Linked DNA regions of Sus scrofa: region 1 is linked to region 2. Evidence: chromatin contacts called from public Hi-C data. All regions are on one chromosome and are shown on one strand. The core of a region is the stretch at or near the end of the contact, and the rest is flanking DNA. Distances in the headings are between cores, read along the strand shown. Region 1 overlaps ZNF516 (zinc finger protein 516). Region 2 has its middle 56 kb from the start of ZNF516.

Region 1 (5,982 bases), core at 2,732-5,231, 91 kb before region 2:
CTCGTACCGCAGGGCCCTCCCATGTGTTGTTTCCACCCACCGTCCACTTTCTCAGGTATGGTCCTTCTAAGAGGCCTTTCCTGACCCCCTTCACCCCGTGACCAGGTCCCCCTGCACACTGCACTCCCCTGGCCCTATCCCAGTGCACGTCTGGACGTGCTACAATCACAGCTCCTAGAATCTGTCACTCGTGTGTCAGGCATCACACTAGTGAAGGCAGGCTCACCAAACACCGTTGACGCTGATGCCAGCCCAGAGCCAAGCTGGGAGTGGGCATCCACCGCTGTCAGAGATGGTCCAGGCCCAGAGCTTTGAGGGGGTAACCCAAGATCCAAATCCAGCTCTGCTGCTCATGGGGATTGGCTGAGTGACCCTGAGCCGGTATCTTAACCTCACAGTTCTTTGGTCCATTTCTTCACTTTTTAAATGTAAATGATGGTAATGATAACTATATTACAGCATTTTATAAGGTTTAAATTAACCTTATAAAAAAGTACAAAGTACAATGTTTAGCCCCTTGTCAAAATACCTAATTGGTATTATTATTATTATTATTAATAGTTAAATAAATGAATGAATGTCAGTGCAGTACCCAAAGATACCCAGTCACTTGCGGTGACTCTATTTGGTTTAATAAGTTCAAAAGGATGAAACAGTAGTATAGGAAGTTACATTCGAAATGGCTAAATAATAACACCTACATATTCACTGGGCCCTGCGTGGTTCACTACAAAGATTACTTAACACAATTACGTCTTCCACCAATGGCTACAATCGTCCACAGCAGACATGTTCAAACCCGTTTTAGCTCCAGACTCCATAAAAAGTAAACTTGAATACAGGCTGGATGTTAGACAATACTTGAGAATTACTATTGCTATTACTTTTTGTTAGGTTGGTAAAACAGGAGAACGTTCTTAGTTTTTAAAGATGCGTGATGAAATATCTTGGAGGCAGTTTCCAAAAAAGAAGAGAAGGCAAGAGCATCAAACGCTAAAAACTGCTAGGGCCAGATGCTGATGTACAGATAGATGTTCATTAGCTACTCACTCTATCCATTCTGATGGGTTTTGGATAAAAGAAGGTAAAAAAAATAACTCCCGCTTATACCTCCAGTAGGTAACACAATGGAAAGCAGAGCTGCTGGGGGCTACGGGGTGAGCCCTCCCCCATCCTCATGCCTCCCCCATCGCCACCCCCTCCTCCTCCCCCCTCTTCCCCTCTCCAGACCCCCAGGAAGCTCAAATGGCTCTAAGGAATGCAGTTTGGGGAAATTACCTTTTGTTAATTCTGGTATTCAAAAGTCAAAGAAAAAAAATCATCTGAAAATATGAAACTGTCCAAAAGCAAGCAGTACTTTATTTTAAGAGGTTGCTTGCTGGTGTTCCAGAGGCTTGTCTCTGTGTCACTCAAGGCATACACCCAAATGTCTTTGGGTGCAGCCTTTGTGCAGGCACCACAAATCAGCCCAGAAGCCAGAATGAAGCGGCTTGGGAGGACCTCAGGAGAATCCTTCTCATCACATCCCCAGGCCCAAATCCAGCAAGGCTTCAGGAGGTTCTCCTCTCTGGTTTGAAAAATCACTTTCCAACCAGTTAAATATGGCAATATCCAGGTGAACGGTATGCTCTCCTGTATTTTTACACAGTAAGCCAAGGTCTGACTCTAGAGGAAATCATGCCACTTTCTGCTCTGTGAAGTAAACCAAAGCAAAGCAAAGGCCAAATGGTTTGGGGCTGATTTTCCCCAAACCATCAAAGTCGGTTCCATCAAAATGGCATCCTGAAACAGGAATTAGAAGGTTAATGTTCAAATAACCGCTGACGTTTAGGGTCATTTGCATAACAACTATGCGAGTTTTAGTTTCTTTAAAGGGACCCAAACCAGACCCCAGACCCAAGGGAAGCTGGAAGGGGCCACAGGGAAGCAGGACTGGGCCTGTCCAGCACCTACTCTGCTGCTTCTCATTTTACAGAAGCAAAGCCCAAAGCTCACACTGTCTGTCAAATACATCTCTTCCATTCTAGTTCATTAATTAACCACACCATGATGCTAAGAAATAGGCTGGCTTCCCCATGCCTTGTGGTCTCTCCCTTTTCCCTAGGTCACCCTAGGGGGTGGGTGTCAGGAGCTTCCAGGAGGAGGAGGGAGCAGGCCTGAGACTACAGAAGGCCCTGCTCTCCCAGGGAGGGTTCCAGGAGAGTTGGGAAAATGTAAGGACTTGGTGATATTGGGAAGATGCCCTTAAAAAGAAAACAGCTCAGGGCAGACAGAACACTCAGAGTACTTATTTACAGGATATCCTGCCTCCAGAAGACACCTCATACAATTTAAAAAGTCGCCTCCTGAGGGCGACTGTGAGGCAGCGCTTTCTGCCCAGCTGCTGGGCAGACCGGGGGCACAGGCCCTTGGGTGCCGGCCTGGCCGTCTGTCTCAGCAAACTGCCCATTTGTCCTCTTGCACACAATGCAGTGGGCCTTCCCCTGTGACACTGCAGTATTATGAGCCATGAATTAAAATACACCATTAACATCCTGCACAAGCTTATCTACTGCGGAGACAAAAAGCCCATTCTTCGAACAAATGGGGAGAAATTCCATGACAACAATGAGGAGTTCCTCTCCCCACATGCCAATCTGCCTCAGATTAACAATCCCAGGCTCAGAGTCCCTAGACCTGGGTCCCCAGCCGCCCCATGAAGTGGCGCATTCACAGCTCGGGGAGCGAGGGCGCTGATGGCAGGGCCAATCAATAATCCATTATAAGCAAACCTTGGTTCCACTCTAACAAGGAGAAATGAACGCAGCAGCCAGAATCGCTGCATTCACCGCCCTGCTCCAGCCCCGCCCCCACTTGGGGGCGGGGCACAGACCCCCTCTCCCGGGGCGTGGGGTGCAGCACTCGAGCCCCACTGACCGGTTTCTGAGCAGCCCTGGAGAACAATGTGCTGGGACATTTCTGCCAAAAGCACTCGTTTTCAAGGTAAGCCTCAAAAATGCTTTGTACAGGACATGAGGTGACAAAATTCCATCCTTCAACAAAGCTTCCTTTTAATTTCTTAGCGCCCCCACCCCCAATAAATCAACGCCAGTGCCAACGGGGGGGGGGGCGCACATGTAACTCACTGTCCCTAATAAGGGTTTATTATGCAAACTCGGCACAATCACAATCGTTTAAAAGCAAGACTCCCTTCGATTCTGTACCTCACTTACAGCAGAAACACAGAGGTGACCTAAACGTTAATCAGCAAGTAGCTTCTCGTTGATAAAGTAGTTTACCACCATGTGTCAAAAACCCAACACACGCCTGGCCGAGGACAGACAGACACCATCTTCACCTTCCGACAGAACAAACCCTAACAGCAAAGACAGTTCACGACACACTTGCTAAACAAAATACAAATTAACATTAATGTACAAGCTCTCTCCTCCTACTAAAATATAAACGTTCGTAGTCCAATCTGATCTTACAGGGAGGGAACCAAAAAAAAAGCAGATGAACACACAACATAATTATTGATTACATTCAGAAAAGGCCAAGAATGAAGGAGGGAGGATGTGTCAGTTTTCTTTCCCCTGCCACGAATAACAGATCCTGGCAAGTCCAAAATGGTTCTGGAGACTTTAATAAAGAGGCATCAAAATAAAACTAAAGGTGCTGGCTTTTTTCTCTCAAGAGGAAAGAAGCGTTGTTTTACTTGCTTTTTCGTCTGCTCTCCATAATGAACACACTACGGATAGCCTTTATTTACTATTTCTGGAGTCTGTAGTGATCTTATCAATCTATTTGTCCTTATAAGAGTGAACTTAACAAAAAAAAAAAAAAAAAAAAAAAGGAAAGAAAGAAAAAAAGGAAAAGCATGGGAGCCAGAGCTGGCTCTGTGATTTTCTGCAGATAGGTGTCCGCTGGAGCCCCTGGCCAGCCACAAAGAGCTGGGATCTGGCAGCAAATCCAGCTTCCTGCAGAGGCCAGCGCTGCCGGCCTAGTTAATGATCTTGTCAACATTTCCACCAAGAGCTGCATTTCCAGAAGCTTAGACCTGCATCTCTCCCAAACGGGGCGACTCCATGAAATCTGTCGTCACCGAGGGGTGCTGGGCGCTTTACAAAAAACAGAGGAAAATAACTCGCTATTCAGACAGGAACCACAAAAGCACAAGTTTTTACTTTCACTCTTTTTACATCCTGCATCAAGCTGATTAAAGCCAACGTTTCCACTAATACAGAAACACTGAAAACTTGGGGAACGCCAGGGAAAATGAAGTCTCATTGATTTCTTTTTTTAAACAAACATGGAACATCAAAAGGCCTTCGATAAACTGCAGGGAAAATGCCATTTAAAAGTGGCTTTATAGGTTTTGACTCAGCCTAAATTCAAAAGTGTAGACACTGCCACCAATGTCCAATAAAAAAAAAATTTTTTTAGAAATTATCAGCAATGAAAACAAAAGAGTCATGGGCAGAAACTCACTGTATTTTCTTGCTATGGAACACTTCCTAGTCAACCAGCCACACCTTTCTGAAATGACTATTAGCTGACTATAAATGTATTTGAATTAAAATTTGTTTCTAGAAATAAAGCTGTATTTTATTCCACATAAATCAACAGCACAGGGCAATATTTACCCCCAACACTCATACACATACACTGACCTGTTTTCCAGCCTCTAACCTAAAACCAACACTTCTCTCTCAGTATAAGAAAACAGATCGAGATTAATACCTATCAAATGTTATCTCTTTCTCCTGTGCTTTTTGTGAGAGCACTTAGAAGTCACCCCACAAAATGAAGGAAAGAATTGTGCCCAAGAAAACAAAGAGAGATGACGACGTGCAATAAGCCGTAAAATATTCTGTTAAACATCACCTTCTGAGGTCGTTCTGTTTAGCACAGAACTCAGCCGCCCAAGACCCCTTTATTAAGAGCACCCAGAGGATAAATACTTCAATAATCAATGTTACTGAATTCTAAGGAAACATGGTCTGTAAAAATACCCTGAATCGAGGACATTTTGGTAGGGTTTGGTAGGTAAGATGTTGTTGGCCATTGTACTAACACCAATCAATACTTTAAGAGGATCAAAAGTCTAAGAGGACAAATCTTCCCCAAACTGTTTTTCTCTATAACGTGCATATACTATACAACCCATTTAAATTTTCCAGCGCCATTACCACCAGTAGCTGCTGTAACCTGACCAAGCCGATCACTAACAACGCAGCACCTCTGAAAAGCAGCTAGACATCTCCGGCTCTTAAGGGGAGTGAACCATCAGAGAATGTTTACAAAGAGCAGTTCTTGACAAGGACATGATGTCACAGGGCTCTAGGAGTCACCCTGCCTTGCTCTCTAAAAATATATTTTCAAGCACAGTGAATGACACGTCACTGCAAGTTCTAAGTTTCGAAGATAAAGGACCCTCTATACTTCCTCTGCAAGGGAAAAAAGATAAACAGGCAAAATTCCACATTAAGTCCCCATAATAAGGTTATTGTGTGATTCTCAAGTTAAGACAATTCTGCACCTGAAGCCATTAGAAATGTTCTTGCAGAAATGAGGAAGGCAGTGTTTTTCTTCCCTAAGCCAGAACATCTTACCCAGCAACAGCTTTTGGAAACAGTAAATATAAAATATAACCAGGCACATTTTTTAATTTGAAAGCGCCTAGCACACCACTCCCCGCCCCGCAACCCCACGGTCCCTGGAGGGAAAAGACAACAAACTTGAAACCGGGTCCCTCTGCCCTCAGCACAGCCTAAGATTATTTGGGAAGAGCTCAGCTCTGGCCTGCGGTGAACAGAGGCAGCGGCAGGCTCACCAGTCACTAGGAACTCAGAGACCGTGACCATGACCCGATTGAGCATAGCAATCATGGCTGGGTCATTGTACTCACAGCAGTCAATACTGGTCCTGGGTCCACACTGCAGGGCTGAGGTTGCCCCGCCTTCTTTTCACACCCCGCCCCCCCACGACCTGCAAAACATC
Region 2 (5,631 bases), core at 1,248-3,747:
GGACTAAGGTTAATATAAAAAATTGATAGTATTTATATATACAAGAAAATATAACCTGAAAATGAAATTAAAAATAATTTCACTTATAATAGCATCAACAGGAAATACTTAGGGATAGATTTAACAGTAGAAGCACAAGACTTGTACACTGAAAACTATAAAACATTCTTGAAAAAAATTCAAGAAGACCTAATAAATTGTCCATGGATAGGAAGACAATGTTAGAATGAAAATACTGCCTAAATTTGTCTACAGATTCAATGCAAGCCCTAGCGTGGCTGTATTTGGAGGTGGGGCCTTTAAGGAAGTAATTAAGGAAAATGAGGTCATAAGGGTGGGATCCGATCTGGTCAGACTAGTGTACATATGAGAAGGGGAGGAGACTCTCCACTGGAGAGAGCCCAGGTGAGGACACAGGGTGAAGGTGGTGCCTGCATCAGAGAGAAGAGGCCTCATCAGAAAGCAATCAGCTGGCACCTTGATGTTGGACCTTCAGCCTCCAGAACCATGAGGAATGAATGTCTGCCATCCAGGTCGCCCAGTCCGTGGTGTTTGTCATAGCCACTCGAGCAGACTTGGACAGTGTCACCTCCACACCTCCTATGGCTCTCCCTGCTCTGCCCAAGAACTATGGACTGGCCATTCTCCTGTTGGATGCACCTGTTCCCACCATCCTGTCTGGACTCCAGCTCCCACCTGCCACATGGACACATCATCCCTCATCCCTGAACTAGGCTCTGTGGGGTGATGTGGTTCAGATTCTGTCCCATGAGGAGAGGCTGGCAGTGCTGCCTAGTAACCAGACAGATGTGTGCCAGCATCCCCAGATGCCTGGACCAGGTAAGGTGCAAGCAGGAGCAATGGGGCCTCAACTGCATGTGAGCCCGGGAATACCAGCACTCATGGACTTGAATGAATCCACTGGCATTAGCCATGTGGCTGACCATTCATTATCTGGACCCACTTGCTTTGCAGTAAAAGGTTATTTATGGGTAAATGAGGATCCCACGCATGGACCACAGGTCAGGACGCCTTAGACATTGTGCTGCCGGTTGGAAGGGACCTTCTTTCTGCTAACTGTCGGGTCTTCATGCCCTAAGTCCATCAATAATATAAATGTTTCTCTTTCGAAAGAAAATGACTGTGTAAAACTATTTCATTTGTGTAACTAGAGCATCAGAAGAGAATTTTCCCCAGAATATCTTCCAAAGGTCCTTAGGAACTGTGAAGTTATGAGTAGACCTGGGAATGGATGGAACCGGGAAGACATTGGGTGTTAGCTCCTCAAGATTTAACTTTCTTCAGAAATGGCGGGATTTCACACACAGCCATCTAGGTTCAGATTTCTGCCCCCTGATCTTAGATGAACCATTTAACTCATCTAGACCTTAGTTTCCTCATTTGCAAAATGAGAAAAATGACTCATACCTGCTGTGTACAACTTGAAAGGATTCTTACAACAATCACTGTGGAAATGCATGGCAGAATGCTCTGTGAACTGCATCATGAAGGGGACCCCACTACATGGGGAAGGAGCCCTCTCATTTTCAGAAGTTCCTGGCCATGTGGTATTCAGGGAGGATAAAATGAGAAAGTATTTGTGTCTCTGGTTCTTAATTTGTTCTCAAAGGTGAAAGTAATAATGGCAGGTTTTTTTTTTTTTTCTCATTAATAATGAAAAAGCAATTTGTCACTAATATGTAGTTGCTTAATATTTTATTTATTTATTTATTTTGCTTAATATTTTAAAGAAGACTGTTATAATAGCTGAAATTAAAGAAACTTGGCTCGAATTCCTCCTGTGCTTTCTTCCTAGCTCTGCTATATTGGGAAAATTACTTAGCCTTTCTGAGCCTCTGTTTCTGCATCTGTAAAATGGACACCATCTTACTTATTTGTCAGGGTTCCTGTGGGGAGTGGCATCAGATCATTTATGAGCAACTTCCTAACAGGATCCCAGGGCGTCTGGAGCCCAGCAGGTGCCCAGCCTGCCGAATTGATACCTTCTGCTACTCAGAGCTTCATCTCTGCACCGGCTTCTCACCTTGCTCTCAAATTTTGATGTTAGTTGTCAGGAAAGCATCAGCTTTCCGAGAGCTGGAATGTTGCCGTCTACATTTTCTAAAGCCTTGGCCACGTTAGGAAACCAAAGCTATGCTTTAGTTTAAATGATAGGGCAATTTCACTAACTTGAAGTCTTGAAAAAACAACTTGCTGATTCATTGTGATTGCAGAATACACAGACTTTTAGTATTTGGGAGCTAAAAAAGATTTATTTAATATTTTATCATTTGATTTAACAAATGATGTTCATATGCAATGTATGTGTGTTCCAAACTGTCCTACAGAATCCCTTTCTTGGGGGAAATTGCTTGTTGCAGGGAGCATTTCTGAGATGGTTTTTTCCTTGAATTTGACCTGTGTGTATTCACGGCCAGACTCAAGTTTCAGGTAGTGGGCGGGAGGCTCCTCGGCCAATCGGAAGGTGGATCTGCTCAGGTCATTTGCATGTGGCAGCCCACTTTCCCGCAGTGCCATCAGGAGGTGAAATACATCCTTGGGGGGTGTCACGGCCCGGGTTAAGATTTCCTTTTACCCCTTCGCTGCTAGAGCAATTTGATAACTATTCCACAAGAGCAGGCGGCGCTCAGATGGGTGGAGCTGAGAAGACTGCAAAATCTTGTCCATCTTGCAATTGCACCTGAGGAAGTGAGGAATGAGAATGCTTCCTGTGTGCCCTGGAATTACTTTGCTCATTGATACACTGATGTATGGCTTGTTGTTTTCCTTCGGCTGAACGTGACATTAGTACCTACAGAAGGGCAAACGTGTGAGAATGCTTGTAAAGCAAAATCCATTTTTGCAAAGGTAATGATGTTCTAAAATTGGAACAAGTGCAACTCAGGCAAAAAAATAAAAAATGGAATATTCCCTAAAATGAGTGAGCTCTTCTTCCTAGCTTTTCAAGGTAGTAAAGGTTTTCTTGATGTGCTATCAGATTGGCTTTATTATTTTAAAATATTTTTTAACTCAGGAAAAAGATAATGTTTCATATTTTCTATTTTGCCATGCTGTCCGGTCATTTGCTGTTCCAGATGCTAGCTCTTACTGTGCAATCAGCCTTGTGGTTTAAAATGGATCCTCTATAAGGATTCATTCCAAAATCCTGGGAAAAAAAAAATGCCCGGCAGAGTGAGGGACTTGCGTATGGCCACAGGAACAGGAAGCAGACATATACTGGACGCAGGCACTGCGGAAATCAGAGGGTGATTCCAGCTGGGAGTAACAGTGAGATGCTGGTATTTGTATAAAAGAAGCTGTGTGGGGGAGGGCAGGAACTGAGAAGAAAACACCCAAATATAGTTCTAATTTGTGTCAGACTCACCCAAGCAGGCAGGGAGGGAGGCTGTCCAAAGGGCTAGGAGGGCTCCTTAGAATGTGTCTCTGTGAAGATGTCAGGATGAGAAATCTGTCATTCCCCTCCACAGGTGACGGGTCTCTGAATGAACACCGCCCTGGAAAGATCCAAAGCTTGGTGGGGTGTGAGAGTATAGACTTCACACCCAGAGGAAGCACTCCTCCTTCCACATCAGCTGAGACGAGAGAGACTTCAGTGGCACTGCCTGTGAGTGGCCATCTCTTTCAATCATGGAAGTGAGTGGGCAACTTGGAAAGTAGATGCCTGAATCCAAACTACCTTCTGGAATGCTCTGTGTCAGAGAGGTGGCACCTTCTCAGCTGGAAAGCTGCAGGTCTCTCCCACGCCCTGGGACTCTTCTGCATCTCTCCTGCAGGCGTATGCTGCAGCCCACCCTCCAGGGTATATCCAGTCTTCTTCAGAAATGACGCAGCATTTTAGGTTTGTGGCAAGTCAGCGAACAGGAATACTGGAGAGAGCTTTATGTCCACACGCTGACAGGTTTCTGTTGGTTTTGGCTTAAGAGCTCACTGGGGTGTAGACCATTAACATTTTATAATATGTAGTTTGCACTAATGGGGCTCATTGAAAAAAAGAGAGAGAGAGAAAGGGATTCTGAAGGACACACTTCCTCCTGGGCTTTTTCCCGATTGTTTCGCTTTTCTGTACTCTGTTCCCTCCCCATCCCTCTGTGAGGTCAAACACTGTGGGTTGTTGCCGATGGCCTCCAGCCAGTGGGATCGCCCATGCTCCTTTCCTGCCATCCTTGTGGGGCTAAGCCCAGTCAGGTGGCAGATGATGGCACAAAAGCAACTGCTAAGAAGAATTAGTGTTCATTCCCATCATGGCGCAGCGGAAACGAATCCAACTAGGAACCATGAGGTTGAGGGTTCGATCCCTAGCCTAGCTCAGAGGGTTAAGAATCTGGCATTGCCACCTGGTGTTGGTTGTAGATGCGGCTCCGATCTGGCATTGCTGTGGCATAGGCTGGTGACTACAGCTCCCATTAGACACCTATCCTGGGAACCTCCCTCTGCTGTGGGTGCGGCCCTTAAAAAAAAAAAAAAAAAAGAATTAGAGTGAGGGACATAAGTCCCTTTTAATTTGTCATTGAGAATGGTTCTCCTCAACTTGACTTGTGAAAAGATGTCCAGGTCAGCAGATCGTGATGCCATTAATAAACCCCTTTGCAACATGGGAAGGAGGAGACTTGCCATATCTGCCTGAGGGGTTGGTCTTGTTTATGGTCCCCACCAGCATCAGCTGTGTCCAGTCCTTGTTGCTGGCTTTGGGCCATAGAGTGAAAGTTGCCTGAGTCACCTTGGGCTGCCATGTAGAGTGCCACAGCCTGGGAGCCTAAAAAAAGACATTTGCTTCTCATACCCTAGAGGATGGACGACCAAGAAAAGATGCTGGCAGATTGGGTGTCTGGCAGGAGCCCATTTCCTGGTTCACAGAAGGCCACCTTCTGGCTGTGTCCTCACATGGCAGGGAAAGCAAGCTCTGGTCTCCTCCTGTCCTCACAAGGCACTAATCCCATCATAGGGCCCCATCCTCCTGACTTATCACCTCCCAGGGGCCCCCACTTCCAAATCCATCGCACTAGAGGTAGGGCTCCAATATATCTACTGGAGGCCAGGGAGACATAATTCAGTCTATAGCATGAGTGGTGGGACCTAGGTGTGGCTGGGCTGCAGGATGTGCCTATTAGCCAGCACCTGAGGTTTTTTTCCCTTTAGGCTCAGCATTCTGAGAGGAATGACGTCTTTGCCTGGGACATAGAATGGTTGTAAGATCAAATTAGAGGAAAATGGTGGCTACAGGTATCATTTGAGATAAATGCACTTTCCCTGAGAAAAGATGCCGAGAAAAGATGCCAAGAAATGCTTTGTGTGCTTGGAGGCGATGGGCTGGGCTCCTGTGCAGAGCCCTATCTAGGAGGGAGGACCTGGATGGAACCGCAGGTGCACTGGGGCCTCTGCTGATGCCAGGTGGATCTGGACCAGGGGTGGCCCTTCAGAAACTTCTGGATGGGGACAGGGGCAGGGCTGTACCCCAGGTGTGCTTTCCGGGAGAATAGGCAGCCTTCTGCATGAAGGGTGGGGCGCAGATCCACCTGGATGGTGTCAAATAAGATTGTGGATCTCATAGGCAATTTGTGATTTCATAAGTCGATGGAAGTGACATAAGAGAGTGCTCCAGATGCTCCCACA

What was found. A called contact is a pair of places that touch in the nucleus more often than the background predicts.
Region 1: a contact with region 2 is called in a Hi-C map of skeletal muscle, with 8 times the contacts expected there. The contact joins two enhancer-like sites. A contact is called at or near these places in 3 of 47 Hi-C or Micro-C datasets (embryonic fibroblasts, liver and skeletal muscle) and 1 of 2 datasets of contacts at active chromatin or transcription factors (skeletal muscle).

The regions. Positions count from the first base shown.
Region 1 is chr1:148,021,225-148,027,206 of Sscrofa11.1, reverse strand. The region is part of intron 1 of ZNF516 (zinc finger protein 516); the gene reads right to left. Among named protein-coding and RNA genes, the nearest start is that of ZNF516, 37 kb to the right of the region's middle. Within about 2 kb of position 3,981, at least 36 of the 83 cell types and tissues checked have an H3K27ac peak or open chromatin away from gene starts, as enhancers often do. A contact at or near this core is called in skeletal muscle, where this site is marked.
Region 2 is chr1:147,928,972-147,934,602 of Sscrofa11.1, reverse strand. No RefSeq gene overlaps it. Among named protein-coding and RNA genes, the nearest start is that of ZNF516, 56 kb to the left of the region's middle. Within about 2 kb of position 2,497, at least 12 of the 83 cell types and tissues checked have an H3K27ac peak or open chromatin away from gene starts, as enhancers often do. A contact at or near this core is called in skeletal muscle, where this site is marked.